2 separate regions of the Mus musculus genome follow, and region 2 is linked to region 1. Evidence: chromatin contacts called from public promoter capture Hi-C data. All regions are on one chromosome and are shown on one strand. The core of a region is the stretch at or near the end of the contact, and the rest is flanking DNA. Distances in the headings are between cores, read along the strand shown.

Region 1 (6,139 bases), core at 2,214-4,713:
CACAGATACAGGACTAACTGTTAGAGAATATTTTTAAATAGGGTACAGTATGCACAGTTGTGGGTGGTCTGTGTCATGTGGCATTACCCCAGAATAGAGTACTTTGATGGTAGATAGCCTAGGGACAAAAGATAAGAGTTCTGTGTGCCTCCTTCCTGAATGGCATATAGACTTTTCCCTTCTACTTGACATCTGGGGTGGTGACCCTTGGCTAAGAGCACAGATGTTGGCAAGAAGTTAATCCCAGTTAGCAGATAAGATGTGTTCAATCTATCCCACATGCCAACCTCAACCCTTCACATGGTTGGCTCCTTGAGATAAATGTCTACTCTCCCCGCAAAAAACCAGTGGCTAAGTAAGAGGGGAAACATGATGACCACATTTGGACTGCAAGCTAGCCCGTGGTCCATCAGTTTCTAAACCCTAGCTTAAAACTCTTTGACCTAGCGTGTTAACTTGAACAGTGAATGGATTTGTCCATGAGAAAACCAAGAAACATTTTCCTTAGGAGATTCTCTGTTTTGGATTTAAAGTGCTCTCCCCAATAAATTAGATAGACAGACAGACGGACAGACCTCAGTAAAGCTTTTGCATACCCCATTCCCCACTGAGTGGAGAAGCTCCAGCTGCTTTGCATGCAGCTGGTGTTACAGCTGCCAGGCAGAGCTCACCTAAGACGGGCGCTGCTGCAGATCAGGGTCTCTTAAAGCCTTGCGTCACTAAACTAGTAAAGCTAACCTGGCTGGCGTTCAGTGCCTGGTTGGGAATCTGGGCTTGGTTAGAGCTGGTATCCCTGAGACCAAGGACCAGAATGGCAGTACCGTCACGCATGAGCTCAAGAATAGTTGCCCTTGGCTCCTCCTGTCTGTCTCACACCCTCCAGAGTGTTCCCTGGCAATGTTTCTGCCAAGTAGGCATTGTCTGAACCTTTACCCTCATCACCAAATTCTTAGTGGGTTAATGCCACACAGGGGATGGAGCAAGTAGCAGGGTTCCTAAGGGACTCTAGATTCCAAGGCTATCCCCAGCTCTCAGCCAGGAGTGCGTCTGTAGGAGAGCCAAGCCGCTGGCTGTGTAACAAGCTGGTCTGGGGAATGTTGGAAAGAGCAAGCACCTGGCTGCCCTGCTGGCCTCTCAAAGCTTTCTCCTAGGAGTATCTCCTCACCAGAGCAAGGTGGGCCTTGCTTGGCTTCTGGATAGCCTATGGGTATATGGGGAGATTGACATGATGCCTAGGATTCCCATGGGCTGATAGAGCCTTAGAGATAGGACATCTTGGGTCATTGTGGAGAACAGTTATTTCCTGTTGTGATAAGAGGCTAGTGAGCAACATCTCAAGTCCTTATTTTGGTTCTCTAGAAAATTGTGCAAGCAGGTGACAAGGACCTTGATGGGCAACTGGACTTTGAAGAGTTTGTACATTACCTCCAAGATCATGAGAAAAAACTGAGGCTGGTGTTCAAGAGTCTGGACAAAAAGAATGATGGTGAGTTTAGCTATAGCTTCTCTGCCGGGCAGGCCTTAGCTTACTGAATGCTGGACCCTGCTAATGGTTCTCGTTGTCACAGGTCGAATCGATGCTCAGGAGATCATGCAGTCCCTGCGGGACCTGGGTGTCAAGATCTCGGAACAGCAGGCGGAGAAGATTCTTAAGAGGTGAGTGAGTGTGGTGAGCTTTGTTCTAGGGGATGCTTTAATGGCTTTTGGACTAATTTGTGTGCTGTTCACTCTTGGCCTGCATCCCTGAAGCTGGCCCTGTGTTTAGGAGGAGGGATAAGAAGCCCCTTCCCATAGTAAGCTTCTCCTGAGGTTGCAGCCCTACTCTCACAGAAGAGTCATAAATCTGGAATTAACCCAATGCCTGCAACCTTTAAAATGATAAGATTAGTTGTGGGCATTTCTCGTTAGTGAGAAGTGTCCCTGAATATTCTCTGCCTGATGGGGAGGGACATGTGTGGTCCTTAACTTAGGTTCTGCTATAGCTTGTTCTTTCCTCTGTAGCCACATATGCTGGCCAGAAAGATGGCTCACTCATGAGCAGAGGGCTGCCGGAAAGCCCTGCAAGTAGAGAACAGTTTGTACCTGGCTGGCCTGAAAGCCGCCTGGTCACAGGGACAGCAACCCCAGGAGCCCAGTCCTGCCCACTTCCTCGTGCTGTGCTGGCCCCTGGTGTCTTTGGGTGTGTGCTTGCTTTACTAACCTGCTCAGCGCATTTATTTGTGTTGTTTCTCCTTTCTCCTTTGCATCCTCCTTTGTCTGTCTGTCAGAATACGGACGGGCCACTTCTGGGGCCCTGTCACCTAGTAAGTATCTGTGTTTTCCCGTGATTCCCTCCCTCCCTGATCAGAATGGGGTTCCTGTGGGCCAGCACATCTCCATTTTATGGAAAATGGGGTATGGAGCCACCTTACTCTTTCTCATGGGCAAGGTGCCTTTGGTGTCCTGGGTGGCTATGGCACCTGCCTCCATCCCATCTAAGTGGTAGGGCACACAACTGGCAGGTGGGTGTGACACGTGCGACTGACCATGCTTCTGCTTACAGCATGGATAAGAATGGCACGATGACCATCGACTGGAACGAGTGGAGGGACTACCACCTCCTGCACCCTGTGGAGAACATCCCGGAGATCATCCTGTACTGGAAGCACTCGACGGTGAGGCACACACCCACTGTCCACTCAGGCAGCCGTCTTTGTCTGGCATCTCTCAGTCCATCCCCATCTAGGCCTGGGGGTGGGGGTGGGGGTGGGGGGTCGGTCTTGATGATACACTGAGATGTTGTCCCTCCTTTGCCAGCCACATGCCCCTCCTCCTCCGATACAGTGACCAGCCTGCACCCTTGACCCTTTGCTGGGTGTACCTTCCTATCCCTGTATGCCTCTGCCCTTCACGGGCCATTTCAAATATCTCCTTTTCCTATGTTGCCGATTCTCCCAGAAGCAGACAGTCTGTCCTCCACGGGATAGGAGAAGAAACCTTGTTACAGATGCCTCCTCTTTCCCTGTGTTTCTTTTTTAGTATCATTTCTCTCTATGGCAAAAATACATGTTTTGGCTGAGACATAGGAGCCCCATGAGTTAAAGGCCAGCCTGGGCTACAGAGTTAGACTCTTGATTTTGGGGGTTTGGTTTTGATAAGCACTCCCTGTAGGGCCTGCATATTGTTTTCACTCTGTTAGCATGATCCACATTCAGACAGATGTGGATCCACAACTAGAAATGTTGGTCTTACTTAAAAGACTTCTGGTGTTCTTGGCTGGGCTACCCCTGCCTTATCCTCTCTGAATCCACAATGCCGGGTCAGGGCTTCTTGGGTGAAAGTAAGTGACTGATTCTAGGGTTCAGACAGCTAGCCTGTCTCTGGCCTGCAGCCCAGAGGTCAGCAGAGCTGGCTGGGACCAGTTCCAGAGAGAAGGTATTACGCAGGCAGCATAGCACCCTGCTTGCTTAGCCTTGCATAACACTCTGTTCTGCTGGCAATCTGGTTCTGTATCAGGTTGCAGGGTTTGTACCCATCTTCCCTGATCCTTGTAGTCTAGCCCTAAAGTCCTTGCGGAAAGTTCCAGGAGCTTCCTTTACAAGGGCAACCCAACAGTGTTGTAATGTTTCCTCGATTGCTACCTGCTCCTTTCTAGACCATGTACAGGTCAAGAGCTGCAGCTACTATCAGGGCAAAGGGAGAGTGGAATGCAGTGACCACGGCCAGGATGTTGTGAGTAAAGTTGGCTATGTCTCTGCTTGTCTCCCCCATAGATCTTCGATGTCGGTGAGAATCTGACAGTCCCAGATGAGTTCACAGTGGAGGAGAGGCAGACGGGGATGTGGTGGAGGCACCTGGTGGCAGGAGGTGGGGCAGGGGCAGTTTCCAGAACCTGCACTGCCCCCCTGGACAGACTGAAGGTGCTCATGCAGGTGAGCAGGAAAGCGAGCAGATTTTTACCCGTGGTTCATTGGAGGCTCAGCTTCCCCTCCCTCCCTCAGCTGGCTCCTTGCTTTAAAACCCGGAACCTCCCACCGCAGCTAATGAAATTGGAGTTAATGCTTCGCAGGCCCCAGTAGATCCCAGCCTAGGTGACCTTTGTGCTTAGCTGGTCTAATTATATCAGAGAAACATAAGCTGCGTATCACCTTACTTGGGCTTGTTACTTGGATTCCGTAAGTGCATCTCAGGATGGATAAGATGCCTCATGGAAGGCAGGGAGAGCAGATCCTTGCATGACCTAGAAGCAGTGCCTTTACCTTGGCTGAGCATGCAACTCCACGTCCTCAGGGCAGAGATAAGCTTGTCTGATGTCAGGGAAGCATTGTGAAATGACCCACATGAGGACACTGGTGGACTTTGATGTCTGTCTGAACAGTGACCAGTTACCCCATTTTGCTTCTGTCTGGCACTTTCGGTGCCAGGAGGCCTACCCAGAAACAGCACATGCCCCAGAACCCCCCTGGACAGACCAAAGGTGCTCGTGCAGGTGAGCAGGAAAGCGAGCAGATTTTTACCCATGATTCATGGGTGGCTCAGCTTCCCCTCCCTCCCTCAGCCGAACCTCCCACCGCAGCTAATGGAATTGGAGTGCTTTGCAGGCACTACCCCACCCCCCTTGGCATAAGTAACTACGTGGGATCTCCCTTTACCTTCCAGAAACAACGATGCAAAAGATGTAGAAAGGCTTAGCCTAGTGTGTGCTGGCCCTTCCTCCCAGCTTCCAGAGCCTCTGAGAAAACAGAAGCATGAACAGTTCCCTCTTACTCCTTTTTTAACAGAGTTCTAGGGATATAGTGAGAGAGAGCAAGAGCTGTCCTCTCTGGGTTGGTGGGGCATGCCTCTAATCCTAGCACTTGGGAAGGATGAAAATCAAGGCCAGCCTGAACTGCATAGTATGAGAGCCTGACAAAAACTAAATAAATACAATAAAACAAAATAATAAAACACCCAGCCATGCTTGCTGAGTCACAGGACATTAAATTGAATTACTTAGAGGAAAGAGCCTCTCTGAAGAGGTTCTCCAAAACGGCTCCTCCCAGGGTAGACTGTGGAGTCTTCCCTCTATCCTGCTGAGTCCCTCTGATCTCTTGTCCTCCTCAGGTCCATGCCTCCCGCAGCAACAACATGTGCATCGTAGGTGGATTCACACAGATGATTCGAGAAGGGGGAGCCAAGTCACTCTGGCGGGGCAACGGCATCAATGTCCTCAAAATTGCCCCTGAGTCGGCCATCAAATTCATGGCATATGAGCAGGTGAGGACCTGGGAGAGGGTTGCCAGCTGGCTGCTGCTTATGCAGTATCTGCTGGTCTGAGGTCCCTGAAATTAGAGCCAATGTTTGTACTCAAAGGACAGCAAGATCAATGGCCTGGGCATGACCCCAGCTCTCTTACTACCTCCTTCCATTTGGGGACAGCATAGATAGCTTCACGGTCACAGGTTTCATCCAAAGCTGGCTGTAAGAGCAAGGGCGGGCCAGAAGTGCTGTGGTCCCCCGGTGCATCCCCTTGTTTTCCTATTTTAGATGAAACGGCTTGTCGGTAGTGATCAGGAGACGCTGAGGATCCACGAAAGGCTTGTGGCAGGCTCCTTGGCCGGAGCCATTGCCCAGAGTAGCATCTACCCAATGGAGGTAAGGGCCAGCAGTCCTGGAGTGGGCGGTACACACATGGGACACAGAGGAACGGGCGGTGTTCATACTTGACACTCTGATTGCAGGTTCTGAAGACCCGAATGGCCCTGCGGAAAACAGGACAGTACTCCGGCATGCTGGACTGTGCCAGGAGGATCTTGGCTAAAGAGGGTGTAGCTGCCTTCTACAAAGGCTACATCCCCAACATGCTGGGGATCATCCCCTATGCTGGCATCGACCTAGCTGTCTATGAGGTGAGGCCCTCTTGGCAGTAGGGCCTGGGACAGGGAGGGAAATAAAGGACCTGCCTGGTACCAACACCCTGTGAGAGATGCTTAGATGAGAGATAGCAGTTAGCTCTCTTCTGCAGTGGTCTCCTGTCTCTCTACCTTCTGCACAGCAGGCCTGAACTCTGGCCCAGGTTCTTTACCCTCTTAGGGTCCAGAGGTTCAGCAGGCAGACCCAAGAACAGTGGCCACTGGGGGCTCACATATCTCCACAGACTGAGAGTACAGAGCCAGGTGCT
Region 2 (6,139 bases), core at 2,597-5,096, 88 kb before region 1:
GCAACTCCAGTTCCGGGGGATCAGAAAACCTCCTCTGACCCCTGTGAAACCATACATGCAAGTGGTGCACATGCTACATACGTGCAGGCAGAACACTTATGCACATGAAGGAAAAGTAACAAACCTAAAAAACAAACAAATCCCATTACATTTACAGTCAATCTTAACTATCACCTCTCAGCACTCCTGGACTCGAACGTCTTTTTCTATGTTTATTTGAGGCTATCCTGGTATATCTTACTGTGTCAATCAATGGAGTTGTAAACGGAAAGGAAGGAGCGTGCCCTAATCTCAGCCTGCTGTGTGCTGAGTAGGCCGGTCCAGGCTTTAAGGGTAGCCTGGAGTACAAAGTGAAACTTCCATTATCTTTTATTGTTAGGGATCAGGAATAGTAGGCAAGCACTCTATCAATCTATACTTCTAGCCTATGTTAGTGTATTTCGTATATGTGTATGCACATGTGTTTATGTGTGTGTTTATATGCATATATTTGTATGTGCACAAGTCTATGAGTGTTTATTCATAAAGGTCAGAGTTCACTCTCTGTTGTTATTCCAGGTTGCTGAGATCTGGGGTTCCCCAACTGGACGAGGCTGGGTGGGGAGTTCCAAGATCTCTGCCTCCCCAGCACACCTACGCCTGCATTTTTTACATGTAATCTGAAGATTAAACTCAGGTCTGACACTTGTGTCACAAACCCACTGAGCCACATCTTCATCCCGTTACATATTTTAAAACTGTTTCCATTTTAAATTGCTTTAAGTTTTGTGTGTACATAGGCGTAAGTGTCCCCCAGAACGTGTGTCTCTCTGTACACGTGGACATGCTCAGAGGACTACTTTCAGGAGTCCGTTCTCGCCTTACAACAGGTAGGGCCCAGGATTGAAGGACTAGGAGTCACACAGGTTCTCTAAAAGGCAGATGGCCAGGGAGAAGGGCTGGGAACTTCCAAGATGGCCGTCTTCTTCCTCACCCTGCTCCCGACCTTGGACAAAAACCTTGCAACTTAAACAAAGGCCCTTTGGGCTTTACAAGGCCGGATCAGATGTGTTTACACAGCAGCTGGGAGCTGATCAAGCCTAAACCAGGGGAAGGAAACGCCTTCAAAGACCTTAGAAACTCCCAGGCCTCAGGAAGCTAGACTCAGCTCCCTGAGTCTCTTTTTTGCCGTGCAGAGTGTCTTTTTCTCTGTGTGTCTGCTATGTCTGTCTCCTTACTCCTAATACGAGCCTTTCAATGCTGTCTGTGTGCTTCTGTTCTGTGTTTCAGATTGCTCCAATGATACCTGATTTTTTCCCCTGACTTTTCACCCAGTTAAGACCCCTGAATGGTAGCAATCAGACTTGCAACAAGTGCCTGGCTCTCTCACAACCCCTTACGTTATGATTGTTAATGACCATGTAGTGCGACCGACAAGTATTGAGAGCATCACTTTATTTGATATGTTTCTGTGTACACTCCAGCTTGTATGTGCATTTTTGCACACTTGCCTGTTTCCTTCCTGGGGCACGGGTGGGAGGAAGGGACACACATTGTTAAGAGGTTGGAATGCTGCCCCAGTTCATCCCGCGCCCTTTTGCAGCATATAGGAAATGGTTCCTGCTTCTAATTCAGGCAGAATCCTCCAGAGTGATGACTTGCAGGGTTGGAGGAAGTCTTTCAAGTGTGACCCTATGACCTCTGGCAGGAAGCCAGAAAAGAGGGTAAATTGACCACAGACCTCACGTGAGGCAGCCTTGGAGAGTTCTTTAGTGGGGTTTGAGGGAGTTGGGATTTGGGATGAAGTGGGGCAGTGGGGTCAGACCTGGCTCTGTGACCTTGGCTCAGCCATTTGGCCTTCCTACCTGTGGTTTTCCCAGATGTGGAGTAGAGCCAGTATTACTAGCCCCAAAGTGTGGGAGCGCCTGTTCTAAACTCATAATACTTCACAAAGGTGGGCTGACCATAACTTCCGTTTCTTCCACAGAAATCTGCGCAGGTACACTGTGAGGTGCTTTGATTTAAAAAAAAAAAAAAAAAAAAGAAAAGAAAAAGAAAAAGGGGGGAAACTAAGGAATGACACAAGAGAATAGACTCTGGCCCCCATACATACCACATGGACATTCGCGTGCACACACGAGAGAGAGAGAGAGAGAGAGAGAGAGAGAGAGAGAGAGAGAGAGAGAGAATAAGAGAAAGACAGAGAGCTGGGCATGATGGCACATGCCTTTAATCCCATCACTTGGGAGGCAGAGGCAGGCGGATTTCTGAGTTCGAGGCCAGCCTGGTCTACAAAGTGAGTTCCAGGACAGCCAGGGCTACACAGAGAAACCCTGTCTTGAAAAAAAAAGAAAGAAAGAAAGAAAAAGAAAAGAAAAGAAAAGAAAAGAAAAGAGAAAAGAAAAGAAAAGAAAAGAAAAGAAAAGAAAAGAAAAGAAAAGAAAAGAAAAGAAAGAATTACCAGCGCCTAATTATTCATGTATTTCTTTGTTGGCAGGGTCTCATGTAGCCCAGGCTAGCTTGGAACTCAGTGTGTAGCTGAGGATGTCCTTGAACTCCTGATCCTCCTGCCTTTACCCCCTGAGTACTAGAACTAGTGGTGTGCACCATTATACCTCATTTGTACAGTGCTTGAAGTCAACCCTAGGGCTTTGTGCATGGGAAACAAGCATCCTACCAGCAAAGCGATAGCCCTGTCTCACTCTGCTTCTCCAGCATAAGAGTGTTAGTAGCCTGGCAGTGACGGTGCATGCCTTTAATCCCAGCATTTAGGAGGCAAAGTTTTCCAGAGTGAGTTTCAGAACAGCCAGAGCTACACAAAGAAAACCTGTCTTAAACAAAAACAAACAAACAAAAAAAGCTGTGGGACGTGGGCTGGGAGTATAGTCTAATGGTTAGAGTGCTTGTTCAGCATTGCAGGGGTCTTGATCTTCATCTTATTATCACAGAAAGCCTGTATGACACACCTCACTTAATCCTCTCAGCGCTCCGTGACTGTGGGCCGAGCCCTGGATGGTGTAGCTCTGCTGACACGTCTAGGCTCTCTCTCTCTCTCTCTCTCTCTCTCTGTGTTCAGCTTCTCTTACACCCCCCTCCCCAAACAATGAGTATAACTTGCCCTTCTCCGAAGCGGCCTTTGCACAAGCCATTGTCCCTATCAGGAATGCAGCCACCTGGCTCTCCACCCACATGGCCGCCCCTCCATCTGGTTTCCCCACCTTCTTGATAAACCGGGTGCAGTATTCCATTCCAGAAATACATCTAGGTGCATTCACCTGATTGGTGTCTGCTTCCCCCACCACGTCCTTAGGGCTGAGCTTAGGACAAGATGGTAAATATTTGCCAAAGGAATGCATGTTTTTAGTGAAGGAGTCACTGACAGAGTCTCCGGGGTTGGTAGTGTTTCTTGTTCAGTTTCTTTCTGTCTCTCCTTTGGGGTCATCTAGCCAAGACTGGCCCCTAAATTTGCTATGCAGCCAAGGATGACCTTGACCATCCGATGTATTTACTTCTGCCTGCTGAGTGGTCAGATTCCAAGTGTGACATCCATTCTTTGCCGTGCTGGGGGACTGAACCCCCAAGGACTTTCAGGGAGGTGAGCACTCCCTGAGCTGGGACGTTCCTCCCACCCACAGTTTCTCAAACCAGCTCAGACAAGATGACACTTTCGTCCAGAGATACTGGAGAAACTTGGAAGGCTTCCATCTCGAAGGAGGCAATGGCCCCATGCTCTCAGAGATGCGAGAAGGGGGTCAGGGCCAGAGGCACTTGGGTCAATCCACGAGACAGGTCCCCTAGGGAAGTGTGCCTTCAAGAGGATGTGCTGAGCGCAGCTGCCCAGAAGAGGAAGGAACCCACGGGTGGAGTGGAGGGCGGAGACCCTGCGTCCTGTGGCCCAGCAGACATTCCCACGTCTGGCCTCCACCTCTCCCACCCCTAACCATATTGAAATTCACATGCTCACTGTGGCCAGTGTTGCTACAGAGACGGCTTTTCCAGATGGGCAACACTGGGTGTAGACAAAGGTCGAGGACCGAGCCTACGTGCTCACAGTGGGTAGGAGTGGAAACTATTTGGTGCTATTTGGGAAGGTAATTTGTCGATGTGTGTCAGAGCTTCCAAAGTACGGCGCTGTGAGCCACGAATGTTCTAGTGATCTGCTCTAAAGAAACACTAGCATAGCAGATACTGGTAATTACAGAGAGGATGACTGCTCACCAGGGCAGCACGACAGGACCCACCCACTGTCCATCATCTGGGGACAGTTGAACTCTGGTGCCTCACTCACACTGGAGAATGGGCAGTAGTGACGTCACTCAGCTAATCTAGTAAAAACACTTCCTGGTGTGTGTGGGTTACAACCCCAGCAGAACAGAATAGTAAAGAGATTAACAAGCCAAGTGGATTAGGATGAAGTGACATAGGAGGGTGTTTGTGACAATGTATCTTTACATTGTATGTGTGTGTACATTTACATATATGTGAACAGGTAGAGGTCAGAGGTGAACTTCTGGTCTTACTGTTGTCATTATTTTGTGAGATAGGGTTTCTCATTGAACCTGAAGCTCATGGACTCTGCTTGGCTGACTGGCCAACGTGGCCACCTCTGACCTCCTTGTCCTCCTCCAAGACTGGAATCATAGGCTCTAACTTTTTCCTGGGTTCTAGGGATTTGAACTCAGGTCCTCATGCTTGTGTGGTAACTCTTTACTGACTGAGCCATCTTCCCAGCCCCTAGTCTGTATTAAAAAATACATACACAAATACATTTATGTGTCTATATTATAGATTAAAAATATGTATTTCTATGTATGTGGACAGTATATGTGTGTTTCTCTGTGTGTATGCATGTGTGAGGGGTGAACATGGGCCAGGCTATGAATATGGAGGTCAGAAGACCTCTGGGTATGAGCACGCCTTTAATCCCAGCCTTAGGGAGGCAGAGGAAGGCAAAGGTCTGAGTTGGAGGCCAACCTGGTCTACATAGCAATTTCCAGGATAGACAAGATCTTGCCTAAAAACAAATTCTGTCTCTATCTCTATCTCTATACACATACACACAAACATATATTTGTATATATGTGCCTGTGTTTATGGCATGTCTACTAAGGTCCCATTGGCCAAGACTGGCCATATGATGCGGTTCCTGATTTATCCTATTGCGATAAATCCCATCTTGATCCTATCCCAAGCACCTATTGCGGAATGTAGATGCTAGAGGCAAGACCTGGGGGCCACAGCAGTAGCAGTGAGGCACAATGTGTATAGTAAGGTTGTCCTGTATTAAGAAACAGTACATGGGGGATGGAGAGATGGCTCAGCGGTCAAGAGCACTGGCTGCTCCCGAGGGACCTGTGTTAGATTCCAAGCACCCACATGGCAGCTCACAATTGTCCATAACTTCAGTCCTAGGAGACTGGATGCCCTCTTCTGGCCTCTGAGGGTATTACATGTATGTGATGCATACACATGTATAGGTGGTAATACCCATTTTTGTTGTTTTGTTTTGTTTTGTTTTTGTTCTTGGTTTTTTGTTTTTTGTTTTTTTTTTCTGAGACAGTGTTTCTCTGTATAGCCCTGGCTGTCCTGGAATTCACTCTGTAGACCAGGCTGGCCTTGAACTCAGAAATCTGCCTGCCTCTGCCTCCCAAGTCCTGGGATTAAAGGCATGCACCACCACCACCACCTGGCCAGTAATGCACATTTTAATAAAAACTTTTATTTTAAAAAAAAGAAAGAAAGAAACTATGGGGGGGGGGTTGGGGATTTAGCTCAGTGGTAGAGCGCTTGCCTAGCAAGCCCAAGGCCCTGGGTTCGGTCCTCAGCTCCAGAAAAAAAAAAAAAAAATCCAACTTTTCTGCGACTTCCCAGGACTAACTCTCGGTAAAAGAACCTAGTTAGTTTTCCTCAGATCTCCAGTCTAGGCACAGTAAACCCTATTTTATGCGTTCCACCATTCTGTAAGGTCCTTAAGTATCATTATCAATAAAACTAAAAAGCATGATGTAGTGGGGCATTCCTGTAAAACCTAGCACTTGGAGAGCAAAAGCCAAAGCCAGATTGGTCCTTCTAGAGAGTTCCTGTGATCAGCTGACTGGCCAGCTGATCCAGACAAAATACATCCAGAAGAAAGTTTGAAGAAAACTCCCAGACATCCTAT

Evidence for each region. Capture Hi-C pulls out chosen DNA fragments and counts their contacts.
Region 2: a promoter capture Hi-C map of adipose tissue shows a contact between it and region 1. The contact joins two enhancer-like sites. A contact is called at or near these places in 1 of 39 promoter capture datasets (the SN4741 cell line), 1 of 484 Hi-C or Micro-C datasets (bone marrow-derived macrophages), 16 of 115 datasets of contacts at active chromatin or transcription factors (SST interneurons, T-cell acute lymphoblastic leukemia, acute myeloid leukemia and 13 more) and 3 of 9 other capture datasets (adipose tissue, liver and pancreatic islet).

What each region holds. Positions count from the first base shown.
Region 1 is chr2:32,416,820-32,422,958 of GRCm38.p6, reverse strand. It overlaps Slc25a25 (solute carrier family 25 (mitochondrial carrier, phosphate carrier), member 25), which reads left to right. Exons shown (of 10, transcript NM_001164357.1): 2 at 1,360-1,486; 3 at 1,569-1,656; 4 at 2,543-2,654; 5 at 3,753-3,911; 6 at 5,083-5,235; 7 at 5,506-5,613; 8 at 5,700-5,867. Among named protein-coding and RNA genes, the nearest start is that of Ptges2, 24 kb to the right of the region's middle. Within about 2 kb of position 3,463, at least 44 of the 459 cell types and tissues checked have an H3K27ac peak or open chromatin away from gene starts, as enhancers often do. A contact at or near this core is called in adipose tissue, where this site is marked.
Region 2 is chr2:32,504,993-32,511,131 of GRCm38.p6, reverse strand. No RefSeq gene overlaps it. Among named protein-coding and RNA genes, the nearest start is that of Fam102a, 27 kb to the left of the region's middle. Within about 2 kb of position 3,846, at least 20 of the 459 cell types and tissues checked have an H3K27ac peak or open chromatin away from gene starts, as enhancers often do. A contact at or near this core is called in adipose tissue, where this site is marked.